Regions from separate parts of the Macaca mulatta genome. Here region 1 is linked to region 2. A link is a contact called in public Hi-C data. All regions are on one chromosome and are shown on one strand. Each heading gives the region's core, a stretch centred on a gene start, on an enhancer-like site or on the middle of the called end of the contact. The rest is flanking DNA. Distances are from core to core; before and after follow the strand shown.

Region 1 (4,472 bases), core at 540-3,039, 210 kb before region 2:
GATGGTCTCAATCTCTTGACCTCGTGATCTGCCCACCTCCGCCTCCCAAAGTGCTGGGATTACAGCGTGCTCCATTTTAAACTTGACTGCTCTCTGTTTTGGTTTTAGATTGAATTCATGCAGGTGTTTCAAACCTTGCTTTCAATAGCATTACTTGTTACTGGGAAGCTAGATCTTTTGGGGACAGTTGGCAGGGAAAGGTTGAATGTGAGATTTCTCTATCAGTGAAAGACATCTTTTGGGAGATACAGCACTCTTTAAGCTTCACTTATAAAAGTGTGCAATATAAAGCCTTATTATTATTTTTAATAAGGCAGGTCAGAATTTACCCCCCATGGCTCTCTTTAACACCACTGAAGTTGTACAAATTAACTCAACCTCAAAGAGGCATGAGTTATCCATGTAGGCTTATAGAGTGTCATTTTAATGTTCTGTATCTTTACTGTGCCTCCACTTTCTTTGATGAAAAGGTCTATTTAAAAATTGGTAGGAAAATATTTAACATAATAAGATGATGAGTCAGAGTTTTAAAAAAGCTAAAAAGGGAAGATGTAGTTAAATAATGCACCTTTTTATTTTTTAGCTACATCTGACTCATGACATATAATGTATTCTGCTAAGTTCAAAGTTTCCTCTTACAAAGAGAGTTTTATGAAACAACTCTTCTTCAGACCATTTTTACTTCAATTATAGTAGCAGGTTTTGGAGTTTAAATCATTAACAACCTCTGAGTGAACTTTTATCCAAATGACTGCAAGTCACAAAGAGAACAGTCCTCTTTCACCAAGTACCTTTTGTGCTCGAGTGAGACCCGTCCTTTTCTATTTTTCTCCTTTATGTCTCTCTTTGAAGAAAGATGTGTGATTTGTAAGGTAATGAAAGTATGTATCAGTTAATGAAAACTGCTATATTGGGCTCATAATGCACACTGGAATTGGTTCAGGGTAAACTTCATATACCTGCAGTATGTAGCAGGGGAAAAAGTAAATTTCCGAAGTAAAGATTGCTGTGTGCACTCTAGGAGTATCACGTAGCAGTTAAAGCAACCATGAGGGGTGACCTAATCTTATTTTCCTCTCTTTGTCAAGTAGCTGTAATGTTCATTTAGGAGCATTTTTCAGTTTTAACTCCACTGGACACTCCAAAACTGGGCACTTATTCTGTCAACTGTCAACCAAGTTATTGATTTCACCATATGTTGTCTTTTCAGTTTTTTAAAAATTAGTTTTATTGGAATGTTTTTCGAGAGTGTGTGGGAGACAGTAACCTCCAGATTTAAGGTGATGGGTAGGGACAAAAGCCTGCAGAATTACATACAGAACAAAATGTAGCTTAATAAACAAAAGAAAGTTAAGAGAGAAATTTATTTCCTTTTAAAAAATCAGTAAAATAATGAACTAATCGTTGTTTAAAGAGTGGGAAAAACTTTTTTCCCCCCAGATTTGGTGACTAGCGGGATAAATGTGAAGAACTCCATCCCACCCCCGCACGCGCGCCCCCCATTCTTTCCAGACAGAGCGGTTGTAAATCCGAGGCTGAGTCCGCCCTGGGAGCCTTGGGGCACCTTCCTCTTTGCTCTCTGTGTGTGCGTGCGTGTGTGTGTGTGTGTGTGTGTGTGTGTGTAGCTCTCTCTTTCCCTCAGTCTGTGCCTCTGTGTGTGTGTGAGTGTGTGTGTGTGACAGAGAGAGAGCGAGAGAGAGAGCGCGAGAGGAGAGAGAGCGAGAAAGAGAGAGAGAGCAAGAGAGCGAGCTGTGAGCTGTGCTGCCGCCGCCGCTGCCCTTTGATCCCGACATTAGTGTTAGGGGCTCGGAGACACAGAGCGCGGCCATAGACACCGCCGCACCGGCACTCATTTATTTATACCTCCCATCACACACGCGAGCATAGGACACACACACACTCACACCTATTAGATCCGTTTCCATTGAAGAATATTACGCTCGGGGACAAGCCAGGTGCACGACCAAAAATTAAAAAAAAAAAAAAAAAAAGGAAAAAAGAAAGGAAAGAAAAGAAGAAAACCCCTCTTCTGGCTCCAGGAAACAAGCTTCAACCCATTGCACACACCGGAGAAGGGGTTTCCCCCTGCCCGCCCGCCCGCCCCCCAACTACCTCCCCGCTCCTGCCAGTGTCTGCCTCTCTGCCCCCACGGGGGTTTATTTGATCTCACATTAACCAAGGAGGAGAATGTGAGAAAAGGGGGAAAATGCCCAGGAGGAAGCAGGAGCAGCCCAAGCGCCTTCCCTCACGTAAGTCATCCCTTCTCCACCTCCTCTCGTGCCATTTTCTCGCCCTCCCTCTCCTCTTTCCCCTCCGCAGCCTCCTCCGTTGTTTTCTGCATTAGTTTAGGGTTACAGAGGTGAAACTGACAAAGACACAGCCCGGGTTACTCCTCGTTTAGGTCTATGCTGAGGCAGCCATGTTGGTGATGATCAGCCCCGTGCCCTTTCTATTCTCTCTCTCTTTTTCTTTCTTTCTCTCACCCCCCCTCTTTTTTTCCTTGAGATCGGGCTTTTTTTTCCCTTTCCCTCCCCTTCCCCCTCCTCACTCCGGGTTGCTGGGGGGAGGGGGCAAGAGAAGGGAGGAGGGGAGTAGTGTGGATGCCGGGGGTTTTATCGGGGGTTTGGTGGGGGGAGGTGGGAGAGGTTGGAATCTTAAAAAAAAAAATTCCTTGTGGATTCCGGCGCCTGAGGGTGCGGGGGTCGGGGCGCGCGGAGGGCTGGGGGCCGTGACATGGCGTTTGGGGGTGTCGGGGAGAGGGCGCGCAGCAGCCGCCGGGTACAGGATCCAGGGAGAGGTCCGTCCCTGGCTAAAGGTTGCGCCGGGGTTGGTCGGCCCCCGAGCCGCCGGCGGCAGCGGCGGCGGCGGCTGGAGCAGGAGGAGGCGGAGGTGGAGGAGGCGGCGGCGGAGGAGGGGAGTCGGGGGCGGGCGAGGCGGGAGCGCCTGGGGAGGGTGTAGGGGCACCGCACACAAACACACGGGTACACACGCGCCGCCGGGCGGCTGCTCCCGCGGCGCCGGGGCGAGGGGGCGCGCCGGGGCGCGGGGCGGCCGGGCGGGGGGCGAGGCAGGGCAGCGGCGGGCGGATGTGGGGTGCGGGAGCTGCGCCGAGGCGGAGGCAGGAGGCAGGGCGGCTCGCGGCGCGCGAGGTCCCTGCAGAGCCGAGGGGAGGGAGGAGCAGGGCTCCTGGCCGCAATAAAATGCGGGGTCAGTCGGAGCAGACGGAGCCGGGCGAGACTCGGGCTCTCAGACCCCCTCCTTGGCGAGCCTGAGCAGAGTCCAGGACTAAAGTGCATCACAGCCCTCCCCGGCGGCAGCCACACACGCCAACTGGAGACACACACCCGCCGGCACGGCCCGGTCCCCTTCCCCTCCTCCACCCGCGCCCCCGGTCCTTCTCCGCCCTCCCTCCGGCTTCTCTTTGCGCGACTCTTAACTTTTCCCCCACTCCCTCTCCAGCTCCCCCCAAACCCCCAGTCTTTCTCCGCTTTGAGTGTTCCGAGATGCTGCTAAAGCTAAAAGTGAAGGAGAAAGAAGCAACTAAAAATATCCCCCGGGGCCGCCCGGCTCCTTGAATGCAGGGAAGAGGGGGCAGGGGAGAAGGCGTGGGGCGGGGTGACGGGGAGGAGGGGACGCGGGAGGCGCCGGAGGGAGGGGTCGGGGGAGACGGAGGGTCAATTTCTCTTCTCTCCCCCCACACTACTCCCCTCTCCCGGCGGTTTGGCGCTGCTCGGAGCCCGATCCTACAAAACCCGGGCTGGGGGCGGGAGTGGAGCCGGAGCGCCCGCCCGCCCGGGTGTCAGGCCGACGTGGTCGGTCACCTGAAGTTCACGGAGGGTGGGGGAAGGGTTAAGGTTATGGTGTCTCGGGCTCGGGTTGTGTGTGAGCGTGTGCGTTTCCGCTGCAGACAGGCAGCGCGATCGATCTCCCCCTCGCGAAATATCCGCGGCGGTGCCTGCCCAGGGGACTGGGAGGGGGACGCGGGCTGCTCGGGCCGGGCGCCCCCGCGCCTCCGTGTCACCCGGGCCGCAGCCGAAGTGGCGAGCAAGGGCACTTGCAAGCAGTCCACTCAGCAAACATTCCTCTTTCTTTCCCCTTCCCAGTACGCAGGAGTCGACGCAGAGGGCTTGGGTTTTGCTTTTTTCCCCTTCCTTTAAAAAAAAAAGAAAATGCCCCTGTGCAGTCCTTTCTTCGCCTGCCCGCTAGAGGTTCTGAGGATAATATCACATATGTAATATATATGCACATAAAATCACTCGCAGGCGGCTGCGTGTGTAGGGAAATTTTGTGCGAGGAAGGAGAAGGCGGTGGAGTCGGGGAGGGCGAGTTGGGAGGCTCCGCGCTGCGATTCACAGAAAACTCGCAGCAGTTGGTGGAAGAGTGTGCGTGCACATGGCCGGACTGCCGCGCTGCCCGGCTCTTGTCGGGGGCGTGTGGGGGGAGGTAGAGGAGGCAGGAATTCTGGGGGGGTC
Region 2 (4,577 bases), core at 453-2,952:
CTCCACAAAGAACAAGAGTCTCTGGTTTTGTGAAATGAGTCACAGGCTGCCTTGGCCATGCCTATCTGGGGAGGCCAGGGCTGCCATGTATGGTCTGTGCTCCGTGCCACCCACCTCTCGCTGTCAGCCCAAGCCCTTTGCCAGGACAGCCTGAGTCATAAAACTCAGCACATTCCTCAAGGGTTGGATAGTCTTTCCTTGTTATTACTTTGCTTTTGTTTTATGCAGCACCTGGTTTCGTTTTAAAAACCCAAATAAAACTCACACGGGCAGGGCGGGAGTGGGGAAATAGGAAGAAAAGCAAAGGGCTCTAACTCCCCAAACAGGGAGGCACAGAGCAGGACAGAGACGGGACTGCAGCTGAGGGGCTGGGGAGAGCTAGGATGTGCCACTAATGAATTGATTTGACCACAATCTTCCTTGCTGTATATGATAAAGCATTTGATGCCCAGGTCTCTTCCCCACCCTCCCATCCCCAAATTAGGCCGCAGTACAGTACTCATCAGTCATGTGACCTTCCCGAAGCCCCTCCACTTTCTGAGTGTCCTCAATCAATGGACATACATCTCGGATGAATCCTAAGGAACATTCTAGTTACAACACTCTGAGTCTATGAACCTGCCGGTTCCCTTTTTCTTGGATACAAGCCCTAACCCACGTGTGAGGGAATATGTTTCCACAAGCAAACATTTGCTCTTTGCCTTTTGGGGATTAAGGAATGGGGGATAGACAAGCAAGAAGGTGTAGACCCCACCACACCAATGCTGCTGGTCAAATTGAACTTCTGCGGCCAGGTTACTGTTGCAACTCATCTGTAAAGCTGTTAAGACTTCATTTTTAGAATTAAAACAGAATTCTAATCAGCTATCCCTTGCATATAGTAAAAAACAAATGATGAATTAATGATAACCATTACCTTAGAGAACTGTATTTTACTGGACCAGGAAAAGCCAGCAAGTTAAGAGATTAAAACCTGGATCATGAGGTACTAGACTCGGAACCTCAACAAAGGCCTTTCTCTCCTACTGCCTGAGATGTCTACAGGGGCTGGCCAGGGCAAAACTCCGGAGGTTCCTGAGTGGCTGCAGGGCTGCCTTTTCAACGCATGCTTTTGGAGAGCCTAATGGAAACCATACGAAGGTTGCCGGGAATCAGACCAGATGGCTCCCGGGGAATGTATTTAACCCAACCTAGGGCTAAGAGACAAAAATAATCACTAGGAGTTTGGGGGACGGGAGGCAGGGGTGGTGCTGCGACTTTTAATTGTATTTTCTATTCAACAAAAATCCTAAGAGAAGGACGGTCTTGGTAACTGGGAGTAAATGGAAGGGGGTGTTGGGGGCAGAAAGCGGGGACTGGGGAGGAAGAGGGGGTAGGAGGTGGCTACTTCAGTAAACCAAACACCGTTCTGCCTTTCCTCGGAAGTCGGCGGCTGCCGGGGCCCTTTGCGGGCCTGACAGCAGCGGGCTCCTTCCCGCGCCCCGGGTCACCGCGCAGCCCCTGCCCCTCCCGGTCCCTCCTCCCGCGCGCTCCGCGGGGACGACGAGGCGGGCGGTAGCGGGGAGAATTAGCAGGAGGAGGGTCGCGAAGAGAGGAGGAGGGTCGTAGGCGGTGGAGGCGGCCCGTGGACGCTAGGGGAGGAGGATCGTGGAGAGAGCCAGAGGATCGCGGAGAGAGGAGGTGGGCCGTGCAGGAAGGAGGAGGTGGCCGCTCCGGCGGGCCGGGAGGAGCGGGAAGAGGCGGACGGGGGAGGGGAGGGGCAGGCGGCGGGTGGGCGGGCCGTGGGCGCGGCTCCGGGGGCGCGGGCAGCCTACCGAGACAGCCAGGGCGGGAGGGCCGCGACCCCGCCCCGACGGTCGAAGGCAATTCGCTTCCCGGCGGCGCCTTGCGCGGAGGAAAACCTGGCGGTGGAAGGCTCCGGCTCTGCTGGGTGACCGCTCTGAATACAAAGAACCTTTCTCACGCCCCTGCGCCCTTCCCCGGGGCTCCCAGATACAAGGGACAGGCTCTGTGACGCCGGAGCCCACGACGGTCGGGGCCGCAGCACCATTTCTGTGGTTCTTGTGCATAAATGTGGTCCCAAGTATTTATTTAAAAAGGAAAGTTTAATAAAGATTATAACACGTTTTGTCTCTCACCACCAATTAAAAAGGGAACAAATTGAGAAATGAAGCCCATGGAATTGTCCCAGAAAGCCAACCTGCCAGGGTCCAGATGTTCCTGGGCAGGGGGGTGTTGGGGGGGCCCCATACCTCAAAGTTGTTTATTAAGCAAACTCCACGCCTCCAGCACTGTGGCTTCGTTTTCCAACTCAGTTAAATGGCGATGAGGGTCCTCCCCAGCCATAATCAGAGTATAGATCAGCTTCTGAATCCTCAGATGAGCCAACCTTGCTTTCAGAATCGCACCGTCCATGAAGCTGGAGAAAAATGGCCTGATTGTCAACACTCGCTCATCTGCAAAGGTCACTTTTCCACAGAATTGGGAATTAAATGGTCTCTTCCAAACCAGACATCACTCATGAGCAGGAGATGGGATTGATCCTGCATTTTCTTCCATCTCTCTTAACCCTCCTGTTCAATATATTGTATCTCTGTCAGGAAGGCCAGATTAATAAAGCGGGAGAGAAAAAGGGCAGGAACTCTTGCAATCCCTAACCGGCCCCCACTGCTTCTCTGGTAAGATTCTTTCCAGGTTTCCCTAATTCCTCTAGTCCCCACATTCCTGGATGTGAATGCTCTGCTTTCCAGTTTCCATCAGGAACTTCTTCAAGATAGGACACAGGAATATAAATACTTAGAGAATGGTTACCAAAGGCACTACCCAGCAAGCAAGTACTTTCAAAACTAAGAATAGTGTTAATGATCGTTGAAAATTTCATTCAATCTCTACTTATTGCTTTGATGCAGGAAATCGGGCATTTATATATCTCAGTGCTTGATCTCCTTCAAAGTATAAAATTTAAAAATATTAAGATTTGCCTTGTCTCATAAATAAAAAGTCATGATTTTTTTTTTTTTTTTTGTCAGGACTCTAGGTCCAAGGTTTTCCAAATATGCGCCGCATATTAATTGTGGGGTGTGTGTGTGTGCACATGCATGTACTTTTAGTCTGTTATTGCACCACAAAAACAAGAGCAGGATGTAATGTCATTTATTTGTTGGGAATGGTTGACTTAAAAGCGGCTACTTTGAGTATAGAGAATTCCCTTTCTGGGAGGGGTTGGGGAAGAACCTTACAGAGAGAAGCAACTGTTCCCCCAGAACAGCTGCAGACACTGATTGGCAATGGAATTGCTTGGCACCAGTACAATTCCATGTAGGCAAGAGGGATTTATTTATTTAACAATAGTTAATGATTCTCCCAAGCAACTCCCAAGAGGCCAGCTTTCAGTAAATGTACTTTCAGGAAATCATCTACCCTTCCTAGAAGCAGGCATCAACCCTACAGTGAAGGGATGTCCCTAGTTGACCACACAATATAACTTTCAGGGGACCACACAGCTACAAACGCCCCCAAACAACTCCCTCCACAGTCTGCCACCGCACTGGCTTTCCATGTTTGAAATGCCCCCTGGGAACATTATCAGGTCCTAAGCAGAAAAGTCGAGAAAAACTGCACCATTTCTGGAAGACCATCATTAAAATAGACAAGTCGCCTGGGAACCAGCGCGGGTCATTCAACCCTCTCCCATTAGCGAAATGTATCAGATTTGCTAGTTAATGCCCAAAGACCAGCATTTCCAAAGTGAAATGTATGTATAACTGGTGGTTCTTGTGATACTGTTAGGTAGTACTTGCATAACATTTTTTACTTTAATGGTCAGAGGTTTTTTTTTTTTTCCCCTAACACATAACGAGAATATCAAACCCATGGTATAATGAACATAATTACTTTGGATGAGTCTGAGTTTTTTTTAAGTTAAACAGAAATCTTAATAAAGTAATAGAATAGCAAAAATAGTTGTAACTTCTATGCAGAAACCAGTTTTTATTCTTTCTTTCAACTTACTCTCTAAGAGTCTCTGCTAGAAATTTAAGACATAAAAAGAATCCCATTTTAACAATCTGTGTAAAAGTCCTGGGTTTTGAGAAAGTCTAATCAGGAAGGAGAGAATCCCTGGTCTGGAGGGTCATTTCGGGGAAGCAGGGACGGTAGATGATGGGTGGCAGGACGGGCACATGGGGAGGGAAACTCCGGCCACTGGGCACCCAGGGTGGATACGTGGCAGGGCAGGACTATCGGAGAACTCCCTTTTTCACAACAGGCAGAACCCAGCAACTCACCGAAGAAAATTCGGACAGTACAATAGAAATTCCAACTGCTGTAAGCCTCTTAAGGGCTTGTTTCCAAAACAGCTATGGAGAGATCCACCCAAGAAACTATTCATGATGCTTTAAGAAAGACTTTATCTTATCAGAACAGCTCCGCTTTTTGCCTGATTGTAACTTAGGGAATACTTTTATACCAACTCTAAACATACACAGGCCACCACCCCTGCTGCCATGTAGAGACACTCAGAACCCCACTTCCTGACTCTCCCCCAGAGATCCACTGTTGTAGGGCAAGTAGAAAGA

What was found. Hi-C and Micro-C count contacts between places; a contact is called where the count stands out from the background.
Region 1: a Hi-C map of fetal cortex germinal zone shows a contact between it and region 2, with 2.3 times the contacts expected there. The contact joins the promoter of ZNF827 here to the enhancer-like site in region 2. A contact is called at or near these places in 2 of 14 Hi-C or Micro-C datasets (fetal cortex germinal zone and liver).

Annotation. Positions count from the first base shown.
Region 1 is chr5:154,494,011-154,498,482 of T2T-MMU8v2.0, reverse strand. It overlaps ZNF827 (zinc finger protein 827), which reads left to right and starts at 1,789. Exons shown (of 15, transcript XM_015139305.3): 1 at 1,789-2,249. The coding sequence starts at 2,207.
Region 2 is chr5:154,287,931-154,292,507 of T2T-MMU8v2.0, reverse strand. C5H4orf51 (chromosome 5 C4orf51 homolog) reads right to left here. Exons shown (of 6, transcript NM_001194878.1): 6 at 2,087-2,419. The coding sequence ends at 2,312. Among named protein-coding and RNA genes, the nearest start is that of C5H4orf51, 41 kb to the right of the region's middle. Within about 2 kb of position 1,702, at least 31 of the 40 cell types and tissues checked have an H3K27ac peak or open chromatin away from gene starts, as enhancers often do. A contact at or near this core is called in fetal cortex germinal zone and liver, where this site is marked.